Regions from separate parts of the Mus musculus genome. Here all the other regions are linked to region 3. The links are chromatin contacts, called in public Hi-C, HiChIP or PLAC-seq and promoter capture Hi-C maps. All regions are on one chromosome and are shown on one strand. Each heading gives the region's core, a stretch centred on a gene start, on an enhancer-like site or on the middle of the called end of the contact. The rest is flanking DNA. Distances are from core to core; before and after follow the strand shown.

Region 1 (2,700 bases), core at 147-2,646, 970 kb after region 3:
TGTAGATGTAACGAACCGAAGTACCAGCACCCAGAGGATGACCACGCCAAGTTCCCACCTGCACTGCATGCTGGAGCACATGGCTGAGCCCCACTCCATACAAGCTAGCAAAAGAGGATGTGTTCCCAGAGTTGAGGGATGCAGATTGGTGAGCAGGTAACCCGTCTCTGACACAGACACTGGGGACTGACTCAATGATACCCAGGGGCACAGCACTTTGAGCTGACCATGCACAGCAGTGTAACATCATCTCTTTGCCTCAAACTCTCCTTCTGAAACAGCATCTGGTCCTGGGTTCCTGAGGCTGAGACTCCACTTAAATATTTTTCTTAAGTGATGAAGAACTCTCCCACAAAAACAAAAAACAAAATCAGTTCTACTGCTAATTGTAGAACTCACAATTCTGGGGGAGAAGAAAAGGTTGTGTGTGTGTGTATTTTTGTGTTCCTGTGTAGAAAAAAATGTTTCAATAAACTATTCATAATCTTGTAACTTCATTCATGGTAGCATGTTCCTTTCCTCTGTGTTTAGATGCTATCACATCTTATGTGACCTGCACAGTCAGCCTTGTCTTCCTGAAAGCTGAGGGTCACGGAGGTTTAGTTACTTGCCCAAGGTCTCATTTCTGATTAGCAGAGCCAAATTTCTAACCATGACATAACCCAAGAGCCAAGACCCTTGAGGATACTAGCCTGCCTCCCCATGACCCTGTCATCTCTCCTGACTGCTTGCCACAGAGGTCAGGAGAGATGTGCAATGATCTGTATTTAGAATGTCAAGCAGCAATCCACAGTGTGTCTTATCTTCCTCAGGCAGTGTCAGTTCCTGCATGTATCAGTAGCCATATGCAACTCATCTTCGCTACCACAGGACCAGGACCATAATCCCTGTTTAATTCTTTATCCAAAGAAGTAAACATTTGCTAAGCCATGAAATCAGAAGAGGTCTGTGGGGCTTTTGGTCCAGATCCCTGCTTGGGTCTCAGTGCCCCCTCCAATATCACACAGTGACCAGAGCATGGACTTAGGGACTTACACCCCATGTCTCCTCGTCACTGTGCAGCCTGGAATGACTTCCTGAGCATCTTTTGTGTGAAATGAGTTCCTGTGCTATGTTAATGAGCAGCAGTGACTTTGCTCAGATAGTCTCCCTTGTCACTGCTGACTTCTCCGAACTGTTCATCACAGGAAGGAGCAAAACCTCTAAGGCCTGGGAGTGACCAGAGAGTGGAATTTTGTGTGGCTTCTCATGACCGTCAGAGAGCTGAGTTGGGTAAGCACTCTTTAGGGGAATTCGTGACCCTTCTAAAAATCCCATTAAGGCTAAGCACACATCTGTTAACACACATCGAGCATGCGGTCTTGCCCAGAACGGACTAGAGCAAGCAGGAATATCATATCCAGTGACTCATATGGAACTGGTTATCCCCCGTCACTTCATGCCTCTCCTTGAACTCTGCCACAGTCTTTAGTTTCAAAGGCCATTTTGGACCAACTGAATTTCCTTGCAAACTAAGCTCCGCCCACATATTTGGGGTGGGGGGATGTTTTAGGAAAATATCCTCCAGGCATAGAGACTGTGAGTTTCCAAACCTGCTTTTACCCTCTCTTCCCTTTTTCTTTTAAATAAAAATTGCCTAGAAAACCAAGATTCATTAACAGTGATGGGGGGAAAACATACCACGAAATTGAAAGGGGCTTGTGGCTTATGAGTTAACAGGGAGTGTTTGGGGGTCTTTTGAGGGACTCTTACAGTTTCAGAGGACATGAGCACTGAGTAGGTACCAAGACCCTACATACCCTTCTGACTCCTCATTTGGAGGTGGAGAAACTGAGGCCCACACAAGAGAAATAAGCTATCTAAAGCAACTGAAGTCAGCTGAGGAACTGAAACTCATGCGCTTGGGCTACAAAAGCTCCAGGCTGAATTAGTCAGTCTTCTCAAAAGCAGAGGGAGAGGCAGAGATTAAATGTTGACCCTTTACTCAGGAGGTAGGAGCACAGGGTGAGAGAATGGAGGGCGTAGTGGGTGAGGGGGAAAGTAGAAGGGCAAGGTGACAAGATGCATCTTCACCTGCTGCCTCCTCACAGAAACTCAGTCTCACCAGCAGCAGCAGCAGCAGCAGCAGCAGCAGCAGCAGCAGCAGCAGCAGCAGCAGGTTGCAACCCAGAGCCAGAGCTCTTCTCAAGAGCTCCAAGGCAAAGCAGGTCTCCACTCAGGAGAAACTGTACCATCACCAATCAAAGATGGGGAGCTGGTGGATAGGCCAGTCTCCTCTTCACACCTCCTAGCTGAGGCAGCTTCATGCAGGCATCCCACATTAACGACCCTGCATCCCAGTTGCCCGGGCCTTCCCTAGCCTCTCATCCCAGCAAACCCCTCAGTTCTAGGAAAAATGGCATAGTTGGTCAGTCTATACACACACACACACACACACACACACACACACACAAAACATCGCAGTCAGTGTGACTCACTGGATAGCATGTTTGAAGACACATATCATGGAGATTTCCTTCACCGTGCCACTTCCCCAAGGTCATCTCCTGGGGACATTGCCCTATTAAGTGACTTACACTTCTGTCTGGCTCTCAAGAGTCTACTGAAGAGGAACCTAGTGCATAGTCTGTTTTAGGCGACTGTTGTGAATGTTACATCACTATCTTCCCCATCTTTCCTCCTGTTGCTCTGGAAAGTTGA
Region 2 (2,700 bases), core at 104-2,603, 790 kb after region 3:
TTGGTACTTGCTTGGTGGCCCTATCACTTACTATATAAGGCTTTATATCAACTTTAACAGTCTTGTCCACTACCACGTGAGCCCTGGAAAAAGAAGAGCAACCCTGAACCATATGCCAGATCTCTTAGCATAACTTAGGGGCCTTAGTAGGGCTCGAGAAATGGCTCGGTGGCAGAGTATTTGCCTGACATATACAAGGCCCTGGGTTCAAGTTCTAGTACTGAAAAAGAACAACAGAAAAAGATGACAGGCTTCATCAATTCATTCAACAGTTGTTTATAAGGCCACTTCTGTGTGTCTGGTGATGTTCTACTGCAAAGAAAATTCCATGGCTGTGTCCACCCAGAAATGTTCGTCTACAAGTGAGATAACAACAGCACAACAAGGTGCTTGTGTGGATCCCCTGTATCATGGTAATAAAGACAAATTGAAACAGTGAAGGACCATGGCATGATGATCTCTGCCAGGGAGAAACTGTTGAGCAGAAATCTGAAGAGGACAAAACTTTCCTTAAGTGACCCTTCACTCAGTAAGCAAGCACTCTTGGAGGACTTCATACTCCACCATTTTCTTCCCAGTTTAGCAATCTGATGCCTTCCCTGCCCTTCACACATTGGCAAGTATGAGTCCTTCTGCATCTCTAGAGTCCCTGGGCCCTGCTGCAATTGGAACCACTGGGGTTGATCAGCCTCACCCTGGGGTAGACCTCCTACTCTATTGACTCTGACAACCCAAGCCGATCTCTCCCGAGCAAGGGGCACAGGGAGGAATTTTGTTTTGGAATCTGAGTTGGTGTTTAGATTTCAAACTAGGGACCTGCCAGTCTGCAGCCATCTGAGAAGTTGGCTTCCCTTCACTCATAAAGTGTCCTTTATGCCTCAGAGGCAGCATAAAATATCATTCCATCTTTGCCCTGAAATACTCCTGGCTAGAGCATAAAATGGGCCTTTATGGTTGCACATCAAAGCTCATAACTGTATCCTTTCCTGGACCTTTGATATTTTCATATTTGGCCAGCAGAATTATTATCTCTTCAATCCACAGAGCCCTTATTTATTTTGCTGGTAATATCTTTGTTATTGCTTCAATGATGAGAGGGCTGCGCCTGGAGGCGCCCAGCCTTCTAGAAGCTTCAGATTTGGACAGCCTCTAACTTTTATCTCCCAAAGTTAAGGAACTCACTGTTTGCACTTCTTCAGCCCAGGTCTCTTAAGGGAGATGGCAGACAGCATTCCCCCTAGCTAGTACTTCTAATTTATGCATCTCAGGAGCCAGCCAAGTTCCTGCTCTAGGCTTCCATGGGCTATTTGGATCATGGAGATTGGGTGTGACTTGAAAATGGGAGTCAAAACTTCATTATCATCCGGGCTGTGCTGCTCACACTCAAGCCAGAACTGTGGAGTCTGTGCTCCTTTTAAGGTTAGAGTCTTGGAAACTGTCGGAACTTCCTCTTACATTCGCTACTTACTCAGGAATTATTTATTGAGGTTCCATGTTGTGTCAGGCACCAGGAAGGACTCAAGGGACACCAGTCCTGAGACAGTTGGTCTTTTCAAGCTCTTTAGTCTGATTCTTCTTTCTTAGTCTCATTACCCAAATTTATCCTGAGTCCTGTGGATTCTGTGCCAACAGGAATTCTCAGATCTGCCTCAGATCAGGAGCTTGGCATCTCTCAGACAGACTGATCTCTCACAACTATCTCTTTATAGGATTCTCTCCTGCCAATATTCCTGCTCTAACCCTTGTGGAGGTAGCCACCCCATCGGTCTGCAACTCACATCCAACTTGTCTGAGTTCTGCACCCAACCTCTTAAACCCAAAAGCCTTCCTACTCCAGGAGACAGCTACAGAGAAGGGAAGCAGCATGACAGAGAAGAGACAAGGCTGGAAGACAGCAGAAGGCAGAGTTGTAGACTGCGTGCCACACCTACATTAAGGCACCACGTGAGACAGGCCAAGTGCATCTCCAAGCCACCAGCCTCTGAGTTCTGGCTCAGGGTGAATGGCCACTCCTAAACTTCTTGCTCTTGCAGTGATCTCTGGACTGGCCCACACCTCATTTGTTAATTCCTCACTCTGACCATCCTCCACCCCAGCTTCTACTGTGCGTATTAAATTGCTTACTTTAATTTTCACACAACCGTACATGCTCATGCCTTCATGTATATGCTCCTGGTACTATATTTCTCTAAAATTACCCTAATTTCTCACCTAGAAAGTTCTGTTTCATCTTTTAAAACTTATTCTTCGATATTTCCCCTTCTAGAGGCTCTCCTATGACTACCTGGAAAGAATCTATCACTCGCTCCCTGTCTAACCTCTTACCATTTGCACATATTGATTAGTGAGCAGAGAAGATGTATGTAAGTAAATTTCCTGGCCAGTGCTTGTTGGAAGTCTTTTGTATCTCACATTGAACAAGTGCGTCCATGAAACTGTGAAAACCTGACAGGTCAAGTTAGTGCTAGGTAACCTCACACACATCGTAACAAAGTCTTCCAAGAAAAAAAAATGGCCTGAGAGTTATACAACATTATCACACTCAGTATTGAGGTAGGGAAACTGAGGCTCAGAGTGAAGAAGCTATAGCCTAAGCTGTACTTAAGTGAGTTTAAGAACATGCTTTGGCCTCAAGTCTTCTAACACAAGTAGGAGATCAGACTCCCAACAGTGTGACCCTTCTGACTCTGAAGTCAGGTT
Region 3 (2,700 bases), core at 161-2,660:
GAATAATCTTTTTATAAAAACTAGAACCAGCTGCATCTAATTCCAGCTCTCGAGAGGCAGAGGCAGGCAGATCTATCTCTGTGAGTCTGAGGCCAGCCTGGTCTACATAGTGAGTTCTAAGACATATTAGGGCTAGAGAGAGAGAGAGAGACCCTGTCTCAAACAAACAAACAAACAACAATGCTAGAACCATTGAGCCATTTCCACCTCTGTATTATAAAGACCCTTGGAAGAAATGTGCATTTGTATGCTATGTACTGTGCTCCAAGCTTGATACTAAGGAAAATGTAAGGGAGGGTCCTGACCCTTCAAGTGTTGATTCTCTTGAAGGAAAAAAAAACAAAAAACAAAAAACCAGCTCATAAAAAAGTAATCAACTTTAAAAATCATATAAAACCATATAAAAAGTATTCAAAGGGAAACATCAGATTCCTTGAAAGTCAAGGCCAATAATGCTCAGGTATGCCGGAGGCCAGCTGGACTAGGAAAGAGGCGGGCAGGCTTGGCTTTGGTTACCCACGTTCAGAACTAGTAGTATTGGCTCAACTCACCGAGCTCCTCTGTTGTGCAAGCTTTGCTGCAGAAGCACATGAGAAAGAATCAATTATATCTCCACCATGACTGCCTGGGGAGAAATATTTTGGTGTCTGTAGTTTACTCGCGGGGAAATTAAGGCACAGAGACATAGGATTCTAGAACAGGGGGTCTGGCTCTGGAGTCTCTTTTTTTTTCGGGGGGGGGGGGGGTGGAGGGGAGGTTCGAGACAGGGTTTTTCTGTGTAGTCCTGGCTGTCCTGGAACTCACTCGGTAGACTAGGTTGACCTTGAACTCAGAAATCCGCCTGCCTCTGCCTCTCAAGTGCTGGGATTAAAGGAGTGCGCCACCACCGCCCAGCCCGGAGTCTTTTACACCGTAGGATCTTCGGAATCTAGCACAATTATCCGGTGCTGAGCGTTAAAAGCAAAACAACAACCAACCTAGCTTTCCTTGAAAATTGAATTTTTAGGATAATCCAATTCAAGGCTGAAATTTGTAAATAAATAAACAAGTAAATAAAGAAAGCATTTTAGTATTATAGACCTCCCACCGATCCTCTCCCCACCTCTAATCAAAGGCCAGCAAGAAAAAAAAATTTTATTTATATGTTTTTTTTCCTCCCCTTTTGTGATGCTTTGGAGTTTCTGAACGCTAGGGGCTCCCTGATTCTCTGGTTTGAGAACAACTTTTTCTTTTACGATTTTTTTTTTTTTTTTTTTTTTGGAAAAGGGGTGGGGGAAATGTGGCCTTAATTATCCTACGTTTTAGGCAGCTTAAGGAAGGGGCTGTGCTTTCTGAATCTTGTTGGAGCCAAGTAAGGAGGTCCTTCTCCTCCCCCCTCGCTTTTTAAAGGCGCTCGTGAAATATAAGCTCAGAAAACAAACCGAGCGATCACAGCGGCAGCCCGGGCGGCAGCAGCAGGAGGAGGAGGAGCAGGAGGAGGAGGCAGAGTTGGAGTTGGGCAGACGCTGAGGAGAGCTAGCTGCAGGACGCTGCGGAGTTGCAGGGCTCCGCGCTGCTCCATTCATTAAGTAGCTGCGGAGGATCGTGGCGGGACGCCGACGCTGCCCACTCGCAAACTCCAGCACGCAGACGCACGCCAGCCGGACGCGTCCGGGGCAGCACAGTTCTGCAAAAGTTCCTGCTCGGGATTTGGCTCTCTTCCCCTTGGACTAGCGAACAGTTTGGGGTTGAGAGGAAAGCAGAGGCGCCCAGAGGGGAAACCTACCCGCGTCTGCAGTTGGAACTACTCCGCCGGGCTGCACTCTCGCCGCCGCGTCCCGAGCCCGCATACCCGCTCCTGAGCAGCGGCGGCCCGCATCGCCCCGGGAGGCTCCCCGCAGCCAGCGCCATGCAAAGCTACAAGTACGACAAGGCGATCGTCCCTGAGAGTAAGAACGGCGGCAGCCCGGCGCTCAACAACAACCCGAGGAAGGGCGGCAGCAAGCGGGTGCTGCTCATCTGCCTGGACCTCTTCTGCCTCTTCATGGGTGAGCGCAGTCCCACGGGTCCCACCCAACCCCTTCCGGGCCCCGGGCCCCGCTGCGCTGTCAGCCCCCAGGGTCCCGCAGCCATCTCCCCCACCCCCGGGCGCCGTGCTGGCCGCGAGCTCCCCGCCCTCCCGGACCCCCAATCCCCGGCCTGCGAATTCAAGTTGGGGCGTGCTTGTGCTTTCGCGGCAGCTGGAACCACCTCCTTAGGGGTGATCTCCAGCTGGGAGTCCGGCCCAGCACCTCGGAAGGTGTGAGCTCGAGCTCCAAGATATGGAGGAAACCTGTGGCTCTCTGCTCTGTATCCGAGTCAGATGCGAGTGAGACCCATCTCGGTCTCCGAGCAAGGCAGGCTCCTGCCGGAGTGGCGCTGCTCGTCCCGGCTGCATGTAAACATCCACCCCTTCCGTCGCGCTGCCTTGCAGGGCCAGTCGCGCTAGCCGGCCTTGTCACTCGCTACTCGCTTGGCTGAAAGCCCCAGAGGGTGGAACGCGGCTCTACCGGGCCAGGTGCTGGGCAGCGAGGAGCACATCACTTGTTGAGCGCCTACTGTGTGCCAGTTGATAGGCCGCTTCCCGGGCATCAGCTTTAAACTAGCTCACTCCCTGACTTGTGCCGGGAGGCCACTGAAAGAAAGGCTGCCTGCCACAGTCTTGCTTGGGGGCCACAGTGG
Region 4 (2,700 bases), core at 44-2,543, 570 kb after region 3:
TCTCAAATAATAATTCAAAATGTCAATAGAAAGTTTAAAGCATCACTCTCATTCAACTAATTAGATTTCCCAATTCTAATTATGTGTGTATCACTTTTGTGAGTTTGTTGATGCATGTTTATACCAGTTACATCGGCATTTTTTATGCTTTCTTTTAACATGCGTAATCATTTTAATCACATAAGTGTGTTTTACAAGGACACTTTATATAGCTCTCATGGGGAGAAGATTAGCATGTCCATAAAGAATCATGAATGGCAAAGACAACCACAAAATTACAAAGAAAATAACATCGCTCGCTAATGCACCGCTGCCTGGTGCTGGAGTTGGAGGTGTTCTTTATGTATCCTCTACTCCGAAATGGGGTGGGGGTGGTAGGGGGTGGAGGTTGGAAGGCTATTATGCAGCTTGGTGGTAAAGTACTTGCCTAATGAATTAGGAGGATCCTGGGATTAATCCCCATATTCAGACAGGTGTTAAAGACCAGTACCATACTGACAGATGAGCCAAGATAATTATTCATGGAATAGTAAAACAGTTCTCTCCTTCCATGACCTCTTGTTATCAATCACCCCAAGCCATTTGGCATTCTCCTGGAATCAAATACCCCCTGGCTGGGTATCTACTGAGCTACACCCCCTGTGAAATTCTCCACATACTGATTTAGCCAACATCTGCTCTCAAGATATCAAAGAGTATGTCCGTTACTGATACATTCTTTAAAGACAAAGGTCAGCTGTGGCCTTTGAGGTTTTTGGTGGACCAGTGTAGAAGAAGAAAGGATGAAGCAGCCAAAATCTCTATGCTTGCAGTATTTTATGAGATTTATAAAAAAAATTTCAAAGATCTATTTTTTTTTAAAAATAAGCCTTGTTGATTGGGAGGGCACCTCATGACCTTAACTGGACTCATAAAAGCTCAGCCATCCTCATAGAATCACTGTCCCCAGGCCACCAAGGTGTGCTCACCAAGATGGATCAAAGGGACAAGTGCAGATGGTAGTTGCTAGGCATGGAAGAGGGAAAAATAATCCTTGCAGCCTGTGGCTTGCAATGGAAGAGAAGCTGCAAAGACTCAGAGGGAAGGGCAGAGGCGAGCACAGTTAAGCAGAGTTGAAAAACATTGTTGGCTGTTCCACAAAACCCAGCAGAGCCCTGATCATCTCTGGAGTGGGAGATTTAAAAGGTCAAAAACCCAGAGATGGGATTAAAGTCCCAAGCAGTTTTATGGGCCAAGCAATGATTCAAAGGATGAGCTGGCTAATTCCCATCACACAGATGAACAAGGGGACTGAGGAGTATCTAACCTACGAGGACGTGCATTAACCCAGTCTGAATGACTTACTGTTACCATATTTGGGCTAACTTCGAGTACAGGAGAAGAGTGAAAAATGAAGAAAAACAAGCTTCCCCATAAAAAGGAATCGTAGAACTTCATGTCCCAGCAAGTGGGTAAAAATGTTAACATTGCTTTTTTATGGCCTAATAAATGTCTTTCATAAAAATTGTTGAAAACATACTCCCTAGATCTCTTTATTAGAAAGAATAACATATTATTGATCAAAAGGAGAAGTTGATCAGGAAAGAGGGTTAAAGGGATGGCAAGGCTTGGAAAATATCGACCATCTTTTTAAACTCCATGGACCAGTAAAATAAGAATTTTATACATGTGATAGAAATAGGTCCAGAGAAATGAAGTTACTTATCTGTTGGTTGGAAGTTAAAAGATGCAGACATCCAGACTTAAAACCTGTCTAAATGGAAACCTCTCCCACCCAACCCTCAAAGCTTCTCTAACTCCCTACAGGTGGCATGTGTCGGGACAATAGTAATGGCCCATGCCTGACTGGTACCCATATCTAAATTTTTAGGAATTCACAGGTTAACTATGTAAGCAACACTTAATGATGATGCTGAGCTCCATTTTTAGAACATTGTGGAACTTTATGGATCATGACATGACAGTCTGCCCTGTTTTACAGATAGCCACATAAAGCTCAGGCAAGGTATACCAGATGGCTGGACTAGCAGGCGGTGGCCTTGTTCATTCACTTCCCACTGCATGTTAGTAAATTCTGACAGCACATGTCCAAGAAGAGTGTAAGTGATTTCCACCAAATGCCTTTCGTTGGGGTTCATCTATAATACTGGAATAATTAGTTTTCTAAAGTGAATTGCTCTAGGGAAATTGAACTTTTCAAAGTAGAATTTAGACTGACCTTGTCTTTGTTGTCATGAATTCAAGCCAATTTGTAGTCAATCACTGTACATAGTGAGAATGCCTCAGTTAAATATCTCACTTAGTGGGCAACAATAGGAGGAATTTAGGAAACATATAGCTTTTGTATAGTCTTTGTCACCACAGTGGTCATAGTGTCTCATGGCATGATCAGATAGGCATAGGACATGTATATACAAACCCCAGGAAGCAAACAATGAAAAGTGGGAAAGATAATTAAATATGTATCATATTAATTCTAAAATATTTGTTTGTCTATGAGGTTATACAGATACCGAGGATAATGAGGATAATTCTCCCCAGTGAATCACTGTCTTCAGTCCTCCAAGTGTTCATATTAATGTGTCCAATTTAATGTGTCAATCTCAATATCTATATTTATATATATTCCATATATTTCACTTATATGATATATTCCGTGTGTGTGTGTGTGTGTGTGTGTGTGTGTGTGTGTGTGTGTGT
Region 5 (2,700 bases), core at 45-2,544, 660 kb after region 3:
TTGTGTCCAGGTTTGTCCCTAGATTCTTTGTTTCTGTTAAGTGCATGGTTGCCAGGCCTCTCTCAGTTACGCTACTCGAAAACTTGAGAAATCCTATAGAACAGAGCTTACCCTGCTCGGTTAGAAACCCATGGTCACTACTCAACAGCAGGGTAAACAACTCTTTGAAAGGAGACCACTCTCTCCCATGGAAAACTAGACTACCTATGTTTTCATTTTAATAAATAAAAATTAAATTTATTCTGTTTGTCTGTCTGCATCTGTGTGTGTGTTTGTCTGTGCACATGTGCATGTGTGAATGTGTTTTATCTGATCATGCTTCACTACTACTTGAATAAGTTTTACATGAAATGGTAGGTTTAAAGTTATAGATTTGGGATTTTTATTTATAAGCATAAGGCTCAATGAAAGAGATAAATTTAGTGTGGACAGTACAGCCAAAGGCAACCTTGCCAGTGATATTCAATCAAGATAAACAGGTACATTTAGACCACTCCCATTGAAAATGATGGGCAATTGAGTTAATATCTACCACATTCTATTTCACTGTTTTCTGTTAGCTTTTTTCTTCCTTCCTTCCTTCCTTCCTTCCTTCCTCCCTCCCTCCCTCCCTCCCTCCCTCCCTCCCTCCCTCTCTCTCTCTCTCTCTCTCTCTCTCTCTCTCTCTCTCTCTCTCTCTTTCTTTCTTTCTTTCTTTCATTTTGACTTTCTACTTTTGCTGGGTTTCATTGAACATTGTTTTTTATTGTATTTTCTCTCTTAGCATAGCAATTGTATATCTTTCCCCATTTTAGTGGTTGCTAAGTGAATTTTGAAAGTTCTGTTGTTGATTGATTGGTGAGGCATCCTCTCTTAGGGCCATCATTTGGATTAGTCTTACACAAATACCACTAACAAGGATTGGAGCACGAGGCTCTGTGCAGAGGTTTGATAAATGATGCTAGAGATGGCAAATAGCCTATTAAACCTGGAAAGTCACAGAGGTTTGGATGCTAAGAGAATAGTCTCTTTTGTTATGGGTCAAGTTCTCCTCTCCTGGGGAAGGAGAGAAGATATTTACATGAAGTGTGATGGAATCTGTCTTAAAACTCTAATCCTATTTGCACCTTGAGTTTTTGGCTCATTGGTGAGAAGGATGGAAAGTATTACCCACTGTTTTCATGTGCAGAAGGCAGATTATTGTGGGATACCAAATTCTTGAAACTCCCCAAATGGAGATGGAAGGCCCCTCATAGGATATGAGGCATTGTCTGACATGAAGTTCATGTAAACATGGACAGAGCAGCTGACTAATCAGTTGCTCACACACAAATTGTTCCCCCAGGACCAACAGTGATCGCAATTGGTGCTCTTATGGTTCTGGGAAGTGAAGATCATGAACACTTTTCCTCAGATATTTATACCACAATAGAATTCCCAGTCAAAGACTTGGAGGCACAAAGGATGATGGAAAACAGCTGCCTTCACCTTGGGAGTTAACTCAGGTCTGGTCAGGATGAGATGGTCTCAAACTTAGTGGGACAGGCATGCATACATTTATTCAAATCTTCTCTTCATGAGTACAAAGGCATTAAAAAGAACAAAGCAAAGTACTGAGTAGTTATAACAAAGTCACTACCTAGAAATATGGAGCCTTAAGAATACAAAGGAAGAAGATTGCCTCAAAACCTTCCACATGTTTGGAACAATGAGCACACATCTACAGTTTCCCTTCACATGCATGCAGGCTGGAGTCAATAAATCTAGATGTTGAGAAAAGAAATCCTTCCCACGCCCCATATCAATCAGGGAAACTTGAGTTCTATGTGATGTGACCTATTGGACATTATTTTTATCTTCCTAAGACAGTAATTCCTAACTTAATAGCCCATAGAGAAACAAACAATTTAATGGTGAAAACTTCCATATTCATCCACCAAGCCCTGCTAAGTTGCTTTATAAGGCCAGCCCACAATCCTATATGGCACTTGTTAGCAACATACACACTCAGCAGACAGGGACGTTTAAATATAAAGGAGCAAATCTGTGCATTGATGAAACCTAGGTCTTCATCCTCTGACCCCAAAGTCTTTTGAGCCCTTACACATCAAAGGCTTAGTGACCTCTAGAAGCTACAGTTCGTTAACATGAACATGTTGTAGTTTGACCATGGAGTGATCCCAAGAAACCTCTTGCCACTGTATGCCACCATTCATAGTGGTCTTTTGGTCCTTCCATCATGAACCTCAGCATCATGAGTTCAACAGGGATGGGCTGGAGTAAATGTAAACAGAGACTCACTCCAGCAGGAAAAATTGTGACACCCCTTTCAGGGTATTGGGGAACTCACAAGGTAGTTTTATTTGGAAAAATTAGCAAGGTTGTGGGGGCAGAATATAACTACTGTTAGTGGGCAAACACTCCAAGATCTTCAGTCTCAGAAATTACTGACAGCCAGTGCAGAACATAATTTACACACAACAATTGATGAAAAAGAGCCATGAATTTAAAGGTGAGCAAGGATGGGTATATGGAAGAGGTTGGAGGAAGAAAACGGAAGGGGGAAATGCTAGAATTTTAATTTTAAAAAATAGAAGGAAAAACTTTTTTTAAAGATTTTTTTTAAAAAGTTCCTAAAGATTTTTACCTGAAAACTCAGCTTTGAAAAAGAAAAGTTTGCCATGTGCAATTCTTGGATAAGTCTAGAAGACATAAAGCTGT
Region 6 (2,700 bases), core at 63-2,562, 710 kb after region 3:
AGGAACAACTTTCCCAATTAAAATATGAATAGCTTTTTAAGATGTGAAATTAAATTTATTTTAAAAGTACAACTTGGAAAATATGGCTTGTTTTATAGAAAAATAAGACCATATTGAAAAGTAATAAGTACAAATAAATACGCTTACAATGAGGAAACTGATTAAAGTATGTTAATTTAATTATCATGTGTAGTTTCTAGGATACATATAAGGACCAGCAAAGTGGATCAGTGGGTAAAGGCACTCGCTGCCAAGCCTGACAGCCTGAATTCACTCCTTGGTGTCCACATAGTATAAGGAAAAAGACCAACTTCTCCAAGTTGTTCTCTGACATCTATATATGTTCTCTCTCTCTCTCTCTCTCTCTCTCTCTCTCTCTCTCTCTCTCTCTCTCTCTCTCTCTCTCTCTTTCTCTCTCTCTCTCACACACACACACACACACTAAAATAACTAACTGTAATAAAACTATGATAATAGACACATAACCACTGAAGAGATTTCAAGTTCAAGAGATTTTATTCTTCTTTTCTTAGAATTTTGATTTTGAAATCAGTTTTTCAACAGAAATAATTACAGACTGACAAAATGCTAACCCACCTGCAAATATTTAAGTTTAATTGCTTGAATGCTCTCACAGGTGCCCCAGTTTGATATTACCAAATTGATACCAGCTTATTATACTAGGTAGGATGCAATCATCTGGCCTGCCTGGGAACGGTACAGCCTAGTTCTATGAAAACTCGTTCTATGCACCCAAAAGTTAAAGGCTGTTTATACCCCAGGAGTGAGCTCCTCTTAGAAAGACATTGCTGAGGTGAATAGGTAAATATTCCAGTTGAGAGTCTAGAACTGCCATCTCCCTACCCTCTCCTAAGATCAGTGGGCCAGGGGAGATGGAACAGATGGGACACTGCACGAGCTAGGCCTGAAGAGTAGCACAGTTGTTTATTCATTCAGTAACAGGCTTTTGGAACAGAGATAAGAAAAGATAGGCCTGGGTTCTGTCTAGGGAAGAGGATAAAATGTTCTATAACGAACTGTAACAAACTATAATGAGCTGTAATGATGGAAAGAAATATTGTGAATGAGAGCTCCTTCCACATGCAGTGCAAGACACAGGAAGTGTTCTGACTCCTGACCAAACTGAGCTGGGCTGAGGCCTACAGGAAGCAGGGTGCTGTGTGAGAAGTTACTTCCAGAATGTTAATGGAGAGGCACAGAAAGGATGTGTGTGCCTCTGCCCTACACTGCTGAAAGGTCCCAGGAGAAAGCCTCATGCGCAAGGCTCAGTGGACACGGTACTATGCACATTCCACAGGCTAGGGCAGGTCAGCACAGAAAGATGTGCCATTTGCTGTTAGGAATGTTGTATTAGTCAGGGTTCTCTAGAAAAGCAATGCTAGAAAGACAGAACTTGCAGGGGTTGTTAGAATCGTTTGCAGGATGTAGTCCAGCTAGTAAAACAACAGCTGCCTACTGATGGGAGGTTCAAGCATCCAGTACTTGTTCAGTCTACAAGACTGGATGTTTCAGCTGGTCTTTAATATATGCTGGAATCCTGAAGAAGTAAGCACGAGTGTCAGTAAAGGAATGAACTTGCCAGTGAGAGTAGGCAGGCAAAGAGGGCAAGCTTCCTTTTTCAGCATCCTTCATTATAGGTTGCCAGCAGAAGATATGGTCTAGATTAATGGTGGATCTTCTCACCCTGAAAGATCTGGGTAAAAGATAGATCTTCTCACCTCAAAAGACCTAGATTAAAAATGGGCTTCCCATTTCAAATAATTTAATTAAGAAACCATCCCTTGTGGGCTTTAGTTAATTCCACCTGTAGTCAAATTGACCAAGGAGAATAGCCATCATAGGGAATTTATTTCCTTCCGGAAAAAACTTCCTCTGCCCGTTGGTTCTGCTTCTCACAGACAAAGGGTGATCTGGCCTACCTAGACTTTTAACAATACCCAGACACAAAGGACCACACACCCTTATGAAGAGTTTGCTGTCCCCACATGCTGCCTATAGCAATAATACAGTCTATTTGGTAGAACATGTCTCTTGGTTCTGTAGGCAATAAAAGTCCAAAAGGAAAGCACTGATGGATTCATGGCTCTTTCAAGATCATTTCTAAATGTGTAGGTAGATATCTTCTTTTTTATTTGGATTTTTTAGATGTATTTATTTTATTTTATATATATGAGTGTTTTGCCTGCACCTATGTCTGTGAATCACATTCACATCTGGTGGCCTTGAAGGTAAGAAGAGGAAGTCATATCCCCTGGAACTGGACTTATATTTTCAATAGCTAAAAGCCACCCTGTACGGTGCTGGTAACTGAATGAGGGTCCTCTGCAGAAGCAATGAGTGTTGTTAACATCTGAGGCATTTCTCCAGCACCAGTTGTGCCCTCACACCATGTAGAAGGCAAGGGGCTTCCGAGTCTTTTCCTAGGGCACTAATTCCATTCACAAGTGTCTCCTTTGTTCCTGAACACCAACAGAAGCCCCCACATACCTCTTAGGGAGATTTAGGGAGACATAAACATTCTCTCTGCACACATCAATTTCAGAGCACTACAACAGTGTTATCCAATTTATATCTTAGGAGAATCACTTCCATAGCAATGGGGATAATTGAAAAGGACATTAAAATGCATGTTTGATCAGAGGACAAAGTTAGGGCAGTGAAAGTTCAGTGACAAAAACC
Region 7 (2,700 bases), core at 32-2,531, 740 kb after region 3:
CCATTTGCATCTCTCTTCCTTCATCTTCTAACTAGGAAGAAGGTACATTTACCCAAGACCATACTTCTACTTTCCCTGACTTTCAAAATAATTTGCAGTGAATCCTCCATGTGCACTAGTGTCAAAATGGCACATAGTAAGTGTTGAGACATCCAGCTGAGCTGGATTTATGTAGACTGGGCCCCCGAGTCCTTACAATAACCCACTAGTATCAGTATTAATCACTGAATTTTGTAAAAGAATAAGTCATCTCAAAGATGTTAAATGAATTAAGAACAAACCAACTGGTAGACCTTGGATTTGAATCCACTTGTGTTTACCTCTGTAACTTATATTCCTTCTAATATTGCACCTGTAAAAGATATTGGGGAAAAAAGCCAACCAAAGAGATCATTTTCTAAGATATCCAGCAAGCTCGCGTTTTGTAGTGTGATAGTTAATATCGATTGTCAACCTGACAAGATCTAGAATCACCTAGGATCTGGGCATACTTGAAAGCCATTAATAACTAGATTAAGTAAATTGAATGGGAAGACTATTCCTGTAGTCTGCACCATTCCATGGGGTTGCATTCCTAGACTGGATAAAAATGGAAAAGCTGGCTGAACATCATCATTCGTCACTGTGGATGCTATATAACCAGCTGTCTCAAGCTCCTGCCACCATGATTTCCCTATCACAATAGGCTGATCGTCCTTTGGCCAAGAAGGCCCAGTGGTAGAAGCTTAGGAATTCCTATCTGCAAACTCAATTATATTGAATTTTCTATTTGAAAGTCCAGTCAGATAAAGGGGGGAAAACAAGTCCATTCATGTTTCTTTGTAAGGTCCCAACTATGACAATTAAGCATTCCCAGTTGCTGTGGAGAACAAGGGAAGATGGAGCATTCCAGTAGCAGAAACTTCTATCTGGAACTAAAAAGGTCAATAGGATCCTTACAAAATGACTTGTCCTGAGTCTGGACCCAGCAAAGGTAAATCAAAAAGATAAAGCAAGGTGTTTGGAGAACCAGTAAGAGGGGTTGGTGGTTAAAGAGCTATCGTTACGATGTAGCCCAGACTAACCACATACAGGATAATTTACATCTATCTAATAGGTGGATAAGGCCACTGCAGTGGGAACTCCTCTCATCATTTTTCTAGGGATAGTCACAGAGGTACCTCTTGCATAATTGCCTTCATCTATTTGTGTTGTTGCCAGCTCGGATTCCTGGGACTCAGACCACAGGAGACCTAAGAGTATTGTATTAGTCATTGGTATTACTATCGGACCAACGTAGTTTCCTGGCTATGAAGCCTCCTGGTTTTGGAGATGCTTAGCATGTGCTCATTTCCCCTAAGAATTTAGCCTCATTTAAGCTCAAATAAATGAGAAACTCTATGAAAAAATGTGCAGCCCTTGACCTTTGGGCTCTTCCAGTTGGCCAATGGCCTTGGGTGAATTCCTCCATAGTGAATCAAACTCAGGAGCCAAGTTGCATTATTTGCAGGATTTTGGCCTTTTCCCTCAATGGCTTTTCTACATCCCTTTCTCATTCCTTCAAGCCTCATCACAGACCAAGTGGTATGTCCACTAGCAGGTTCCTCTGACCACCAAATGCTGTCTACAGCTGTTCTCTGAATAACATAAATACTACTTCTAATAGCCTCTCCACACTCAACACATTTTAATGTGTCTTATTATCCCACCCAAGATTGTAACTCAATGATTCTATCATTCCTATTGGCTTCATCTGTCTTGGACCAGTGCTCCTGAACTTGCCTCTACTTCTCCCTGGGGGTATCATGCCTACTCCTTTCAAACCATTCTCCCCCTTGTCCCTTTCTCTCCATCTCTATCTCTCAGGCTTGTTACTGTTTTTTTTTCTAATATTTTTATTATTACATATTTTCCTCAATTACATTTCCAATGCTATCCCAAAAGTCCCCCATACCCTCCCCTCCACTTCCCTACCCACCCATTCCCATTTTTTTGGCCCTGGCATTCCCCTGTACTGGGGCATATAAAGTTTGCAAGTCCAATGGGCCTCTCTTTCCAGCGATGGCCGACTAGGCCATCTTTTGATACATATGCAGCTAGAGTCAAGAGCGCCGGGCTACTGGTTAGTTCATAATGTTGTTGCACCTACAGGGTTGCAGATCTCTTTAGCTCCTTGGATAGTTTCTCTAGCTCCTCCATTGGGGGCGCTGTGCTCCATCCAATAGCTGACTGTGAGCATCTACTTATGTGTTTGCTAGGCCCCTTAACCATGTCCACATTACCATGAGAGCTGGAGGGTTATCACAAACCAAATGTCTACTCTACCAGGCCATAATGTTGGGGTTTCACAGTCTGGAAGATGATAGGACATGGGGCTCAAGTAGACCCCAAAATCATAAGCGAATTACATGAAGATGTGGCCAAACACCTGTGATCTGCCACTCCTTGTGCTTTGCTTCACGCCTTGAGCCTATATCTGTGTTCTTGTGAGGACATTCCTGGGATCAGTTGACATCCTTGACACCTTACTGGTTGAGTTTAGAAGCCTCTGCATTTCTTTGTCTGCCTCATCTTTCCAACCTCTACATTCTTCTACCATGAACTAAAAAAAACCAAACAAACAAAATCTTTCTGAGTTCACTATTCTCAGAAAGTTATGACTGACTCCTGTGACACAGAGGGCTCCTGCTCACTCTCCAGGGCCCTACTCAAACTTCTTTT

The links. Promoter capture Hi-C pulls out the DNA fragments that hold promoters and counts their contacts. HiChIP or PLAC-seq counts read pairs in DNA pulled down with a chosen protein or histone mark. A called contact is a pair of places that touch in the nucleus more often than the background predicts.
Region 1: an H3K4me3 HiChIP or PLAC-seq map of craniofacial prominence shows a contact between it and region 3, with 8 times the contacts expected there. The contact joins the enhancer-like site here to the promoter of Plpp3 in region 3. A contact is called at or near these places in 12 of 39 promoter capture datasets (the 3T3-L1 cell line, 3T3-L1-derived adipocytes, the C10 cell line and 7 more), 4 of 484 Hi-C or Micro-C datasets (MC3T3-E1-derived osteoblasts, embryonic fibroblasts, granulosa cells and 1 more), 15 of 115 datasets of contacts at active chromatin or transcription factors (craniofacial prominence, embryonic basal ganglia, embryonic forebrain and 10 more) and 2 of 9 other capture datasets (embryonic stem cells and pancreatic islet).
Region 2: a contact with region 3 is called in a Hi-C map of uterus, with 6 times the contacts expected there. The contact joins the enhancer-like site here to the promoter of Plpp3 in region 3. A contact is called at or near these places in 21 of 39 promoter capture datasets (the 3T3-L1 cell line, 3T3-L1-derived adipocytes, the C10 cell line and 13 more), 6 of 15 datasets of contacts at CTCF or cohesin (the NIH/3T3 cell line, embryonic stem cells, large pre-B cells and 2 more), 114 of 484 Hi-C or Micro-C datasets (the AML12 cell line, the AtT-20 cell line, B cells and 68 more), 40 of 115 datasets of contacts at active chromatin or transcription factors (the NIH/3T3 cell line, PVALB interneurons, T-cell acute lymphoblastic leukemia and 26 more) and 4 of 9 other capture datasets (adipose tissue, embryonic stem cells, liver and 1 more).
Region 4: a contact with region 3 is called in a Hi-C map of uterus, with 4 times the contacts expected there. The contact joins the enhancer-like site here to the promoter of Plpp3 in region 3. A contact is called at or near these places in 10 of 39 promoter capture datasets (3T3-L1-derived adipocytes, the C10 cell line, the HPC-7 cell line and 6 more), 2 of 15 datasets of contacts at CTCF or cohesin (pro-B cells and stem cell-derived epiblast-like cells), 23 of 484 Hi-C or Micro-C datasets (the HL-1 cell line, cortical glia, cranial neural crest and 8 more), 15 of 115 datasets of contacts at active chromatin or transcription factors (craniofacial prominence, embryonic forebrain, embryonic hindbrain and 6 more) and 1 of 9 other capture datasets (embryonic stem cells).
Region 5: an H3K27ac HiChIP or PLAC-seq map of the NIH/3T3 cell line shows a contact between it and region 3, with 9 times the contacts expected there. The contact joins the enhancer-like site here to the promoter of Plpp3 in region 3. A contact is called at or near these places in 12 of 39 promoter capture datasets (the 3T3-L1 cell line, 3T3-L1-derived adipocytes, the C10 cell line and 7 more), 1 of 15 datasets of contacts at CTCF or cohesin (the NIH/3T3 cell line), 4 of 484 Hi-C or Micro-C datasets (the 3T3-L1 cell line, cumulus cells, embryonic fibroblasts and 1 more), 15 of 115 datasets of contacts at active chromatin or transcription factors (the NIH/3T3 cell line, the SCID.adh cell line, bone marrow-derived macrophages and 12 more) and 1 of 9 other capture datasets (adipose tissue).
Region 6: a promoter capture Hi-C map of the 3T3-L1 cell line shows a contact between it and region 3, with 45 times the contacts expected there. The contact joins the enhancer-like site here to the promoter of Plpp3 in region 3. A contact is called at or near these places in 9 of 39 promoter capture datasets (the 3T3-L1 cell line, the C10 cell line, the HPC-7 cell line and 6 more), 2 of 15 datasets of contacts at CTCF or cohesin (the NIH/3T3 cell line and large pre-B cells), 14 of 115 datasets of contacts at active chromatin or transcription factors (craniofacial prominence, embryonic forebrain, embryonic hindbrain and 7 more) and 2 of 9 other capture datasets (embryonic tail and embryonic trunk).
Region 7: a contact with region 3 is called in a CTCF HiChIP or PLAC-seq map of the NIH/3T3 cell line, with 18 read pairs. The contact joins the enhancer-like site here to the promoter of Plpp3 in region 3. A contact is called at or near these places in 17 of 39 promoter capture datasets (the 3T3-L1 cell line, 3T3-L1-derived adipocytes, the C10 cell line and 11 more), 2 of 15 datasets of contacts at CTCF or cohesin (the NIH/3T3 cell line and stem cell-derived epiblast-like cells), 14 of 484 Hi-C or Micro-C datasets (the 3T3-L1 cell line, B cells, CD4 T cells and 7 more), 25 of 115 datasets of contacts at active chromatin or transcription factors (the NIH/3T3 cell line, T-cell acute lymphoblastic leukemia, a colorectal cancer cell line and 14 more) and 1 of 9 other capture datasets (embryonic stem cells).

Annotation. Positions count from the first base shown.
Region 1 is chr4:106,128,120-106,130,819 of GRCm38.p6, forward strand. It overlaps Gm30126 (a long non-coding RNA gene), which reads left to right. Exons shown (of 3, transcript XR_003955087.1): 3 at 1-394. Among named protein-coding and RNA genes, the nearest start is that of Gm30126, 5.2 kb to the left of the region's middle. Within about 2 kb of position 1,397, at least 28 of the 459 cell types and tissues checked have an H3K27ac peak or open chromatin away from gene starts, as enhancers often do. A contact at or near this core is called in craniofacial prominence, embryonic limb bud and second pharyngeal arch cranial neural crest, where this site is marked.
Region 2 is chr4:105,947,243-105,949,942 of GRCm38.p6, forward strand. No RefSeq gene overlaps it. Among named protein-coding and RNA genes, the nearest start is that of Gm30266, 100 kb to the right of the region's middle. Within about 2 kb of position 1,354, at least 6 of the 459 cell types and tissues checked have an H3K27ac peak or open chromatin away from gene starts, as enhancers often do. A contact at or near this core is called in adipose tissue and uterus, where this site is marked.
Region 3 is chr4:105,155,937-105,158,636 of GRCm38.p6, forward strand. It overlaps Plpp3 (phospholipid phosphatase 3), which reads left to right and starts at 1,411. Exons shown (of 6, transcript NM_080555.2): 1 at 1,411-2,027. The coding sequence starts at 1,889. Gm29838 (a long non-coding RNA gene) reads right to left here and starts at 735. Exons shown (of 2, transcript XR_376486.3): 1 at 1-735.
Region 4 is chr4:105,721,323-105,724,022 of GRCm38.p6, forward strand. No RefSeq gene overlaps it. Among named protein-coding and RNA genes, the nearest start is that of Gm29922, 120 kb to the right of the region's middle. Within about 2 kb of position 1,294, at least 4 of the 459 cell types and tissues checked have an H3K27ac peak or open chromatin away from gene starts, as enhancers often do. A contact at or near this core is called in uterus, where this site is marked.
Region 5 is chr4:105,813,422-105,816,121 of GRCm38.p6, forward strand. No RefSeq gene overlaps it. Among named protein-coding and RNA genes, the nearest start is that of Gm29922, 31 kb to the right of the region's middle. Within about 2 kb of position 1,295, at least 3 of the 459 cell types and tissues checked have an H3K27ac peak or open chromatin away from gene starts, as enhancers often do. A contact at or near this core is called in the NIH/3T3 cell line, where this site is marked.
Region 6 is chr4:105,869,554-105,872,253 of GRCm38.p6, forward strand. No RefSeq gene overlaps it. Among named protein-coding and RNA genes, the nearest start is that of Gm29922, 25 kb to the left of the region's middle. Within about 2 kb of position 1,313, at least 10 of the 459 cell types and tissues checked have an H3K27ac peak or open chromatin away from gene starts, as enhancers often do.
Region 7 is chr4:105,897,075-105,899,774 of GRCm38.p6, forward strand. No RefSeq gene overlaps it. Among named protein-coding and RNA genes, the nearest start is that of Gm29922, 53 kb to the left of the region's middle. Within about 2 kb of position 1,282, at least 19 of the 459 cell types and tissues checked have an H3K27ac peak or open chromatin away from gene starts, as enhancers often do. A contact at or near this core is called in the NIH/3T3 cell line, fibro-adipogenic progenitors and myocytes, where this site is marked.